2 separate regions of the Oryctolagus cuniculus genome follow, and region 2 is linked to region 1. Evidence: chromatin contacts called from public Hi-C data. All regions are on one chromosome and are shown on one strand. Each heading gives the region's core, a stretch centred on a gene start, on an enhancer-like site or on the middle of the called end of the contact. The rest is flanking DNA. Distances are from core to core; before and after follow the strand shown.

Evidence for each region. Hi-C and Micro-C count contacts between places; a contact is called where the count stands out from the background.
Region 2: a contact with region 1 is called in a Hi-C map of an unstated tissue, with 5 times the contacts expected there. The contact joins the promoter of TUBGCP5 here to the promoter of NIPA1 in region 1. A contact is called at or near these places in 3 of 6 Hi-C or Micro-C datasets (ear pinna, psoas muscle and an unstated tissue).

Annotation. Positions count from the first base shown.
Region 1 is chr12:17,422,014-17,426,836 of mOryCun1.1, forward strand. It overlaps NIPA1 (NIPA magnesium transporter 1), which reads left to right and starts at 2,566. Exons shown (of 5, transcript XM_008269747.4): 1 at 2,566-3,166. The coding sequence starts at 2,581.
Region 2 is chr12:17,675,118-17,679,940 of mOryCun1.1, forward strand. TUBGCP5 (tubulin gamma complex component 5) reads right to left here and starts at 2,741. Exons shown (of 24, transcript XR_011380680.1): 1 at 2,539-2,741.

The DNA of each region.
Region 1 (4,823 bases), core at 1,316-3,815:
TAATTTTTCATTTTTTTTTTTTCACTTTGAGAGGGTCCCTGTCACATTTCCATTTGGCTAAATATGTCTGTCTATCCTTTTCACCATACATTGCCATGGAAAAATATCTGGAGTGGATTTCTTAATGGTAATAATAGTAATTTTGAGGTGATGAAATTTGATATTTACTAGATTTATTTTTTGTTGGACAAGCATCCTTTAGCCAAAAGCACTGAAGTCATTTTTCTATGTTGGCAGTATTTCTAAATTAAATAGTTTTGATTATGTTGGCACCACTGTTGCTGCTGCTTTCATTTGCTTGCTTCTGCTGAGATTAACAATAAAAGTTATTGCTTATTTTAGAAAACATCATCATTTATGTTGAAAAATATATCTATAGGACCTGCATTGTGGCGTAATGGGTTAAGCTGCCACCTTCGATGCGGGCATTCCATATGGGCACCAGTTCAGGTTTCAGCTGCTCCACTTCCAATCCAGCTCCCTGCTAAGGTGCCTGGGAAAACAGCACAGGATGGTCCAATTTTCTGGGCCTCTGTACTCATGTAGGAGACCTGGAAGAAGTTCCTGGCTCCTGGTTCCTGGTTCCAGCCTGGCCCAGCCTTGGCCATTGCAGCTGTTTGGGGGAGTGAACCAGCAAATGGAAGATTTCTCTCTCTGTATATCCCCTTTCTATAACTCTGCCTTTCAACTAAATTAAAAAAAAAATTCATGGAAAATGAAATTAAAAGATAAATTTATTTGGGTGCAAATTTTAAAAAGAGCATAGAAATGATATTGAATTATGTTTAAAAAAAGTATGTCTACAAAGAATAAGCAAACACTTTATACCGACAAGGATGGTTATTAAAAAAGCAAGACAACTAGAAAATAGCATGTGTCAGTGCTAGTCAAAACATGGGGAAACTGGAACTCTCACCATTGCTGGTGGGGATGTAAAATGATGCAGCTGCTGTGGAAGTTTGGCACTTCCTCAAAAAGCTAAACGTGGAATTATCATATGACTCAGCAATTCCACTTCTATGTATATACCTCAAAGAATTTAAATCAGGACTCAAATGGATACTTTCTCACCAATATTCATTACATTATTCACAGTAGCCAAAAGCTGTAAACAACTCAAGTGTCCATTAACAAATGAATGAATAAACAAAATGTTGCATGCACAAGTGGTGGAATATTACTCAACCATAAAAAGGAATGAAGTTTTGGCTAGCGCTGCGGCGGCCGCGGCTCACTTGGCTAGTCCTCCGCCTGTGGCGCCAGCACCCCGGGGTTCTAGTCCTAGTTGGGGCACTGGATTCTGTCCCGTTGCTCCTCTTCCAGTCCAGCTCTCTGCTGTGGCCCAGGAAGGCAGTGGAGGATGGCCCAAGTGCTTGGACCCTGCACCCACATGGGAGACCAGGAGGAAGCGCCTGGCTCCTGGCTTCGGATCAGCACAGCGCATCGGCCATAGCAGCCATTTGGGGGGTGAACCAATGGAAAAGGAAGACCTTTCTCTCTGTCTGTCTCTCTCTCTCACTGTCTAACTCCGCCTGTCAAAAAAAAAAAAAAAAAAAAAAAAAGGAATGAAGTTCTGAGACATTCCATAGCATGGAGGACCTATGCAAATATTTTGCTAAGTGAAACACACTAGTTACAGAAGATTGATTATTGTATGGTTCACTTATATGTAATATCTAGAATAGGCAAATTATACAGAGAGAAAGTAGATTCTAATGCCTCTTAGGGGGAGGGGGAAATGAAGAGTGGTCAATGACTACAGATGTTCTGTTCAGGGAATTGCAAAATTTTGCAACTAGATAGCCATTGACTTTTGTAGGTCATTGTGAATGTAACTGTAACCACTGAATCGCATGTTTGAAAAAGTTAAGCGGCAACTTTTATGTCATATATATGTTGCCATAAAAAAGCAGTACATGCATTCAGCATGAATCTTTCTTACAGAAATATTATATGATTTTTTATATTGCTTCACAAAATAACGCTGTATATATATATTGCAAAAAATACTCTTTAGTATTTTCAACACTTACAAGATGTACATTGTAACACCACTGTTGTAGCAAGAAAGTGGTAGCAACCTAACAACCAACAATAGCTGCATGGCCAAATTATGGTAATTACACTGTCACTAAAATAATCATAATTATGTAGCAACATGGAAGCTGACTGTAAAAAGCTGACTGTAAAAAGTAAAAAGGAAACGTTGTGTATCGTATTTGGAAACATGTGAAAGTTAAGTATGCTTGTGGGAAAATACCCCAGACAACAATTAGGTGAGGTGGGACTGACCTCAAGATCATTGTTTTGTATTTTTTTAGGCTTTCTATAATTTTGGTACAGTTGTTTAAAAATTAAAACGTGGAAACGAGACGGTGCGACCGCCAGCTCGCTGCCCCACAGACGGAAGAAGGGCGCGGGAGGGAATTCACCGCGCTCGCGGTTCCCCCGCCGACTCGGTTTAAATTTCGGGGTCCCCGTCCGCCTCCGGCTCGCGGCAGCTTCTGCAGCACCTGATCCCGGCCAGGGCTGCGTCCCGCTGCGTGCGCTCTCCCAGCTCGTAGCCACTGTTTATTTGAGATGCCAAACTTAACGGGGCATCCTGGATTTTTATTTGCTAAATCTGGAGCCCTACCTCCCCACCCACCTACCGCCCTCCTCCCTAAGCACTCGCCTCGTCCTACCCGGAGCCCCAGGCTCCATTGCTCCGCGGTCCGCTCCAGGAGCCCCCGTCCCCGTCTCGCGCCTGACCTTCGCCTTGCCCCCGGAGCAGCCCGGACCCTGCGGCGCCCGGAGCTGCCCCGCCGCATCTCACGCCACCTCGGCCCGCAGTGCGCCCGGCTGCCCAGCCCCGGGGGCCGCACCCGACCCTGCCCGCAGAGGCCCCCGGCCGTCCCCCGAGGTCGCGCCTCGCCCCGCCACCCCTGCGGGCCTGGCGTCCCCCTCCCCCGCCCCGTCGGGCGCGGCGCGCAGGCGCAGGCACGGAGGGCGGGCGCGGGCGGAATGGGGACTGCAGCGGCGGCAGCGGCGGCGGCAGGGGAGGGGGCGCGCAGCCCGAGCCCCGCCGCCGTGTCGCTCGGCCTGGGCGTGGCCGTGGTGTCGAGCCTGGTGAACGGGTCCACGTTCGTGCTGCAGAAGAAGGGCATCGTACGGGCCAAGCGGCGAGGTAGGGGCTGGCCGCGGGCCGCGCTCGGGGTCGCGGGGTGTGCCGCCCGGCGCGGGTGTCTGGGAGCGGCCGCGGACTCGGGGGGCGCGTGGGTCACGGCTCGCAGCCGGGCACCGGCTCGGGGCGCACCTCGGAGGGGCGGGCTCGCGGGCCGGAGGCCGGGCGCCCACCTGACGCGCTGGTACCTGCGGGGCCCAGCACACGCCCAAGGCGCCGCGGAGCCGGCTCCGCAGCTGCAGCCGCGGCCCCGGCATCCCGGTGCGTCTAGAGCGTTCGTAGCGTGGCCGGCGCCGCCGCTTTCCCCCCTTCCCAACGGCAGAAGAGGCCTTGTTCAGTTTTTCAGTGCTTTTCCAGCCGACTTATCTGCTCATTCGCTCTCTGCAGTCCAGCGACCTGTGCTCGGGGCGGGGCCCGCGCTGGCCGGCTGCTGGGGTACCTGCCAGTTTTCAGTGTGTCGGAAGCGGTCGGGGACGGGGGCCTCCTGCTTTTACCGGGGCCCGCGGCCCTGGGTTGCGCTTGGGAGAGACAGACCTGCTGCTTGCGAGCTCCCTGCAGTGGCCAGGCAGGTGCAGCGGTGGGAACCATGCGGCGGGCCTGGGAGGCGCTGCCTCTTGGCTTGGAGCGCAGGTCTGTGCTTTGCCTTGGCTTCAGCTTTCGGGGTCCTTGATTGAGCCACCTGAACACAGTGACCCTCAATGTGCAGGACACACAAGGGAAATGAAAACCAAACCCTAAATGGAGCCCACCGAGTATTCCCGAGTGGATAGGCCACCGAACACCACTCCTTGGATGCAGTGCCAAGCTAGGGGACCTTCTTTGCTGGTGTCTGAGCTGTGCTGGGGGTCTTGGGGCAGTTTGCCCAGCTGCAGGAAACAGCACGCCTTGAAATGGGAAATAAGCGTGGCTATCGGAGGGGCCGAGAAAGTATGGGACTGGTCTTAGGAGCCCTCTGGAGAGGACCTGACCGGTAGGTAGGTCAGGGAGCCTGAGAGGAAGGAAGCTTATGGACTAGTTCAGACTCCATTGTGCAGGTAAAACTTTGAGTGCTCGGATTAGGAGTCAACACCCAATTTCACCTGAGCTGGTTCCTTCAGCTATGGCATAGCGGGCAAAGCCGCCAGCCTGCAGTGCCGGCATCCCATGTGGACAACGGTTCAAATCCCGGATGCTCCACTTCCAATCTTTCTCTCTGCCTCTCTGTAACTCTGCCTTTCAAGTAAAATATTTTTTTTTAAAAAAAGAATTCAGCCTCGAGGCAACACAGCACTGCTCTCTTCACAAAAAGTCTAAATGTAACCAGGTATGATTTCCCAAGGATGCAGAGGTGTGCATCCCTTAGCTAACAAACACTGATCTAGCAGCTACACTGTCTTCAGAAAATGCTGCTCGGTGTGACGGGCCTCAGAGATGGGAGAGGGCTTTGCTGTTACTCAGAAGTAGATGTGTGTGCCCTGGATAGGACAGTGTGACCTCTGTGGGCATCCTCCCAAATCCCACAATGCCTGGGTAACCACAAGAGAAACTTCATTCAAGCTGAATTCAGGGACATCTGAAGAACTACCTGACCGCTCTTCTGATCAAGGCCATGAAATCAAAGAAACTCATGGCAGCCAGGAGCTTAAGGACACAGGACCACCAAATGTAAGATGTCAGGGGA
Region 2 (4,823 bases), core at 1,491-3,990, 250 kb after region 1:
TGAGCCGCGGCCCCAGCCTTCCAGCTTTTTTATTAACAACCCCACCAATGTGTGCTATAAAGAAACAAATTACACTGTTTAGTAACACATTTAATTCTACCCTAGTAAATGGCTGCCTGGAACACCATTTTACCTATCACAATTTAGTCTCTCAATTTTCATAAGGAAACAATTTCAACTGTTCTTTCCACATCTAAAATAATGATCATCTACCTACTGCCAATAAGAAATACTAACAGAAAAATTAATTGGGATATACCACTTAAGTTTCTGTGTCATATGAGCTATTTCAGGCATTTATTTTTGTTTATTATTATTATTTTTAAAGATGTATTTATTTGAAAGGTAGAGTTACAGCGAAGGAGAGGCAGAGACAGAGCCTGAAATCTCCCGACTGCTGGTTCACTCCTGAAACGGCCACAATGGTCAGGGCTGCACCAGGTAAAAGCCGGAGCCAGGAGCTTCATCCAGGTCTCCCATGTGGGTGCAGGGGTCCAATGACTCGGCCCACCTTCTGCTGCTTTTCCTGGTGCATTGGCAGGGAGCTGGATCAGAGTGGAGCAAATGGAGGCTGGTGCTGTGGTGTAGCAGGGAAAAGCAGCATCCCAACATGGGTGCTGGTTCAAGTCCTGGCTGCTGCAATTCTAAGCCAGCTCTCTGCTATGGCCTGGGGAAGCAGTAAAAGATGGCCCAAATTCATGGGGCCCTGCACCCACACGGGAGACCTGGAAGAAACTCCTGGCTTCTGGCTTTGGATCAGCTTAGCTTTGGCTAATGTGGCCATCTGGGGAGTGAACTAGCAGGTGGAAGATTTCTCTCACTCCCCTCCCCCAGCTTCTTCTCTGTAACTCTGCCTTTCAAATAAATAAATTTTAAAAAGAAGGAAGTGGAGCAAATGGAACTAGAATGGGTGTGCATATGGGATGCTGGCACTGCAGGAGTGGCTTTACCTGCTACCCCACAGAGCCGGCCCACAGACACTGTTATTTTTATAAACTACATTTAAGAATGGAGTTGAAGGGATGGGCACTTGGCACAGAGGTTGAGACACCATTTGGGACACCCACATTCCACATCAGAGTGCCTCAGTTCAAGTTCTTGCTCAGCTTCCAATCCAGCTTCCTGCTAATGCAGGTGATGGTTTTAGGCCTGGTCCCTGCCACTGGTGTGGGAGGCGGGGACTGAGTTCTGGACTCACGGCTTTGGCCTGACCCAGTCCTGGTGGCTGTGGGCATCTGGGGAATGAACCAGCAGATGGACGATCTGTCTCATGCTGTCTATCTCTTGGGTTCTCTCTCTGTCTCCTGCTGTGCCTTTCAAACAAAAATAAGCAAAAAAAGTGGGTTTCCTAAAAAAGGAACTGTTTATTATTTCAGAAATCTGGCACACTTTCACTGAATCTGAAAGACCTCTATTCTTATAAACCAAGTAGGCAGATTATATCCATGATCACTAAGCAATCAAGATTAAAAGATCCTGAAAAACTTCATTATTTGATTTGTATGGAACTTAGAATATTAACAATGAACGACACTCTTTCAGTGATAATTCCATTATGGGTAATAATCATAATAGTACTGTCTAATTTACATTTTCCAGAAACAAAAAATCGATCATCTGATTCCAGCCAAATACCTGGCCCAGCTCTTCCAAAATTAATCACCCGAGAAAGTGAATGAGAACCGGGCGAGGAGCCTTAGCGTACTCTGTGCCAGCAGCCCTTCCAGGCGCTGGGGTGCGGCGGTCGGGGCGACCGCAGTCACTTTCCTACACTCCCCAGTGCGTCGAAGTAAGAATGGAAGGGGGCCCGGAACACAGTTCCAGAGGGTGTCGGTGTGCGCCGCACACGACTCCCGATGGGCAGCGAGTTCAGCAGGGCACACGGCAGACACAAGGCTAGGTGGGAGGCCGGCGCCCCACGGTGCACAGCCCCCGGGGGCACCGCGCGGCTCACCGGGGCACCGCGCAGCTCACCGGGGCACGAGCGGCTCACTGGGGGCACCGCGCGGCTCACCGGGGCACCGCGCAGCTCACCGGGGCACCAGGCAGCGGCTCACCGGGGCACCGCGCGGCTCACCGGGGCACCAGGCAGCGGCTCACCGGGGGCACCGAGCGGCTCACCGGGGCACCAGGCAGCGGCTCACCGGCGGCACCGAGCGGCTCACCGGGGGCACCAGCTCACCGGGGCACCGCGCGGCTCACCGGGGCACCAGGGAGCGGCTCACCGGGGCACCGCGCGGCTCACCGGGGGCACCACGCGGTTCACCGGGGCACCAGGGAGCTCACCGGGGCACCAGGCAGCGGCTCACCGCGGCACCGCGCAGCTCACCGTGGGCACCAGGCAGCGGCTCACCGGGGCACCGAGCGGCTCACCGGGGCACCAGGCAGAGGCTCACCGGGGGCACCAGGCAGCGGCTCACCGGGGCACCGAGCGGCTCACCGGGGGCACCAGGCAGAGGCTCACCGGGGCACCGCGCAGCGGCTCACCGGGCACCGCGGCCTGCGCGCCCGCCCCAGCCTCCCCGGCTCCCCACGGACCTGAAGTTGGACCAGGCGAAGTTCAGCGCGAGCTGGAAGTTGGGGTCCGCCTCGTCCTGCAGGCCGGTGACATGTCGCACGAGTTCGCGCACGTCGCGCTCCTGCTGCCGCTCCTGCCGGCTCCAGGACGGCCCCGGCCGGGCCATAGCTCCGCGCTCCGCCGCGCCGCCTCTCCGTGATCATGCAGCCGTTCTCGCGAGAGTTCTGGCTCCCGCGGCGCAGCGCCTTCTGTTCTCGCGAGAGTTCCTACTGGTCTGGGTGGCTTTGGCGGCAATCTGAATGTGTTTTGTAGTTGCGCGCGGTGTCTTCAGAGCGAACTGTTATTATCATTAATCAGATTAATAAGCGTCCGGCCAGCGCTGGTGGGTGGTTTAAGTTAGGATGGCTTTAGGATGACAGCGCCGCCAGTGAGTTCTCCAGTACGTTGATTGCCCCAGCATTCCCACGTACCACGGTGTGGTTGGCTGGTTATTCTTCAAGCTTTAGCTTCTCAAATCCTTGGCCTGGCAGTCTTTCCTGCTCCAGCTTCAAGCATCATGCTTGTAACTCTCAAATCTGGATGCACAGCCCACATATTCTTGGCACCCCAAACACATTGTTTAGTTGCTGATTATCTCCCAAATAAAAATGTGTGTATAAATGGGTGTATATATTCATTTCCTCATTGTGTTTTACCCGCTAAATGTCAACTGCATGCGAGTTCTGCTCACAACTAATCACTAGCACTTAGAATAAGGATACCTGGACCATCCTGAGACTCATTAAAGAAGGAAACAATGCTTCCCTGGAAGGCTCAAACACCACTCAGCTAAATGCACTCTCTCCCTTCCTGATCAGCCTGTGTTCTCATTTGAGATATGAACCAGTACCAGCGTTCCCCACTGCACCTAGCCAGAGGCTCCCTGCCTATGCCGGTCTCTTTCTTCTCAGTAATGCAGAACAATTAGTTGATTTCTGAATTCTCTCTGAAGTCTGCTTTTCTTCCCCGTTGCCTCAGGCTAGACCCCAGACTCCTGGAAGGTCCCCTCACCCATCTCTGACTCTGATCCCATCACAGATCTGATAACCCCACTCCCCACGGTCTGCAGCAGGATTTCTAGACCTCAGCTTTAGAGGACAATTCTTTCTTGTGGAGAGTTGTCTTGCACACTGAACTTGAAGCAGTTTCCTTGGCTTCTCCTCACTAGATTCCAACAGTAACTCTCCTCACCCCTGCTGTGACAACCAAAAGGTCTCCAAACGTTGCAAATGCATTCTGGGGGCAAAATCACCCCTCGGTAGGAACTGCTGGCCTACAGGATAAACTCCAAACTTCAGAGCAATAGGACTCAGGGGTTTTTCTAACCTTGGCTTATCTGACCTGCTTCATCCGTCTCTATTATGGAGAGGTCATTTCCACGGGCAGGAAGAATTAATATTGTAAAAGATGGTAGCTGTCGTTAATCAATCCGGGCAGTTTCCTTCGACCTGCAGAACAGGCCCTGTATGATCCAGCTCTTTAGCTGCGTGTCCTGCTGTGTTCTAGCTCAGGCACAGAGTCAGAGCGACTCTGCAAGGAGAAAGAAATGCCAGGAAAAAGAACAGTGTCGCTGCGACAAGCTGTGGCCTGAGTCCTTGCTCCCGAGGTCTCCCATCCAGACTGCTGCTGAGTGCCCAGTGTCGGATGAAAGCCAGGGAAGGGGACAACTCCCCGGAGCCTCTGAATCTGGCTGTGAAGGAGGTTGCTGGAAGAAGCAGGGCGTGTGGTTATGTCAGCTTCTAAATGGCCACACAGTGACGAAATTTCAACCCACTTCCATCTTGTTTAGAATTATTTATTTGAAAGACAGTTACAGAGGAGGTAAAGCCAGAGAGAAAGAGAGGTCTTCCATTCCACTGGTTCACTCCCCAAATGACCACAATGGCAAGAGCTGAGCTGATCCGAAGCCAGAAGCTTCTTCTGGGTCTCCCACGCGGGTGCAGGGGCCCAAGGACTTGGGCCATCTTCCACTGCTTTCCCAGGCCATAGCAGAGAGCTGGATTGGAAGAGGAGCAGCTCGAACTGGTGCCCATATGGGATGCTGACGCTGCAGGATGCGGCTTTAACCCGCTGTGCCACAGTGCCAGCCACATTCATTCCCATCTTCTTATGGCTTTCAGCATATATATTCCTGAGCTTTAATTCGTCACATACATCATCAGTATGCTCTTAGACTGTTTGAATTTTTCTTTTATATTTTAGGAGATGTGTGTCTGTGTATCTCTGTGTGCTTAAACACACTCCAGGCACAAATTATTTGCCAATT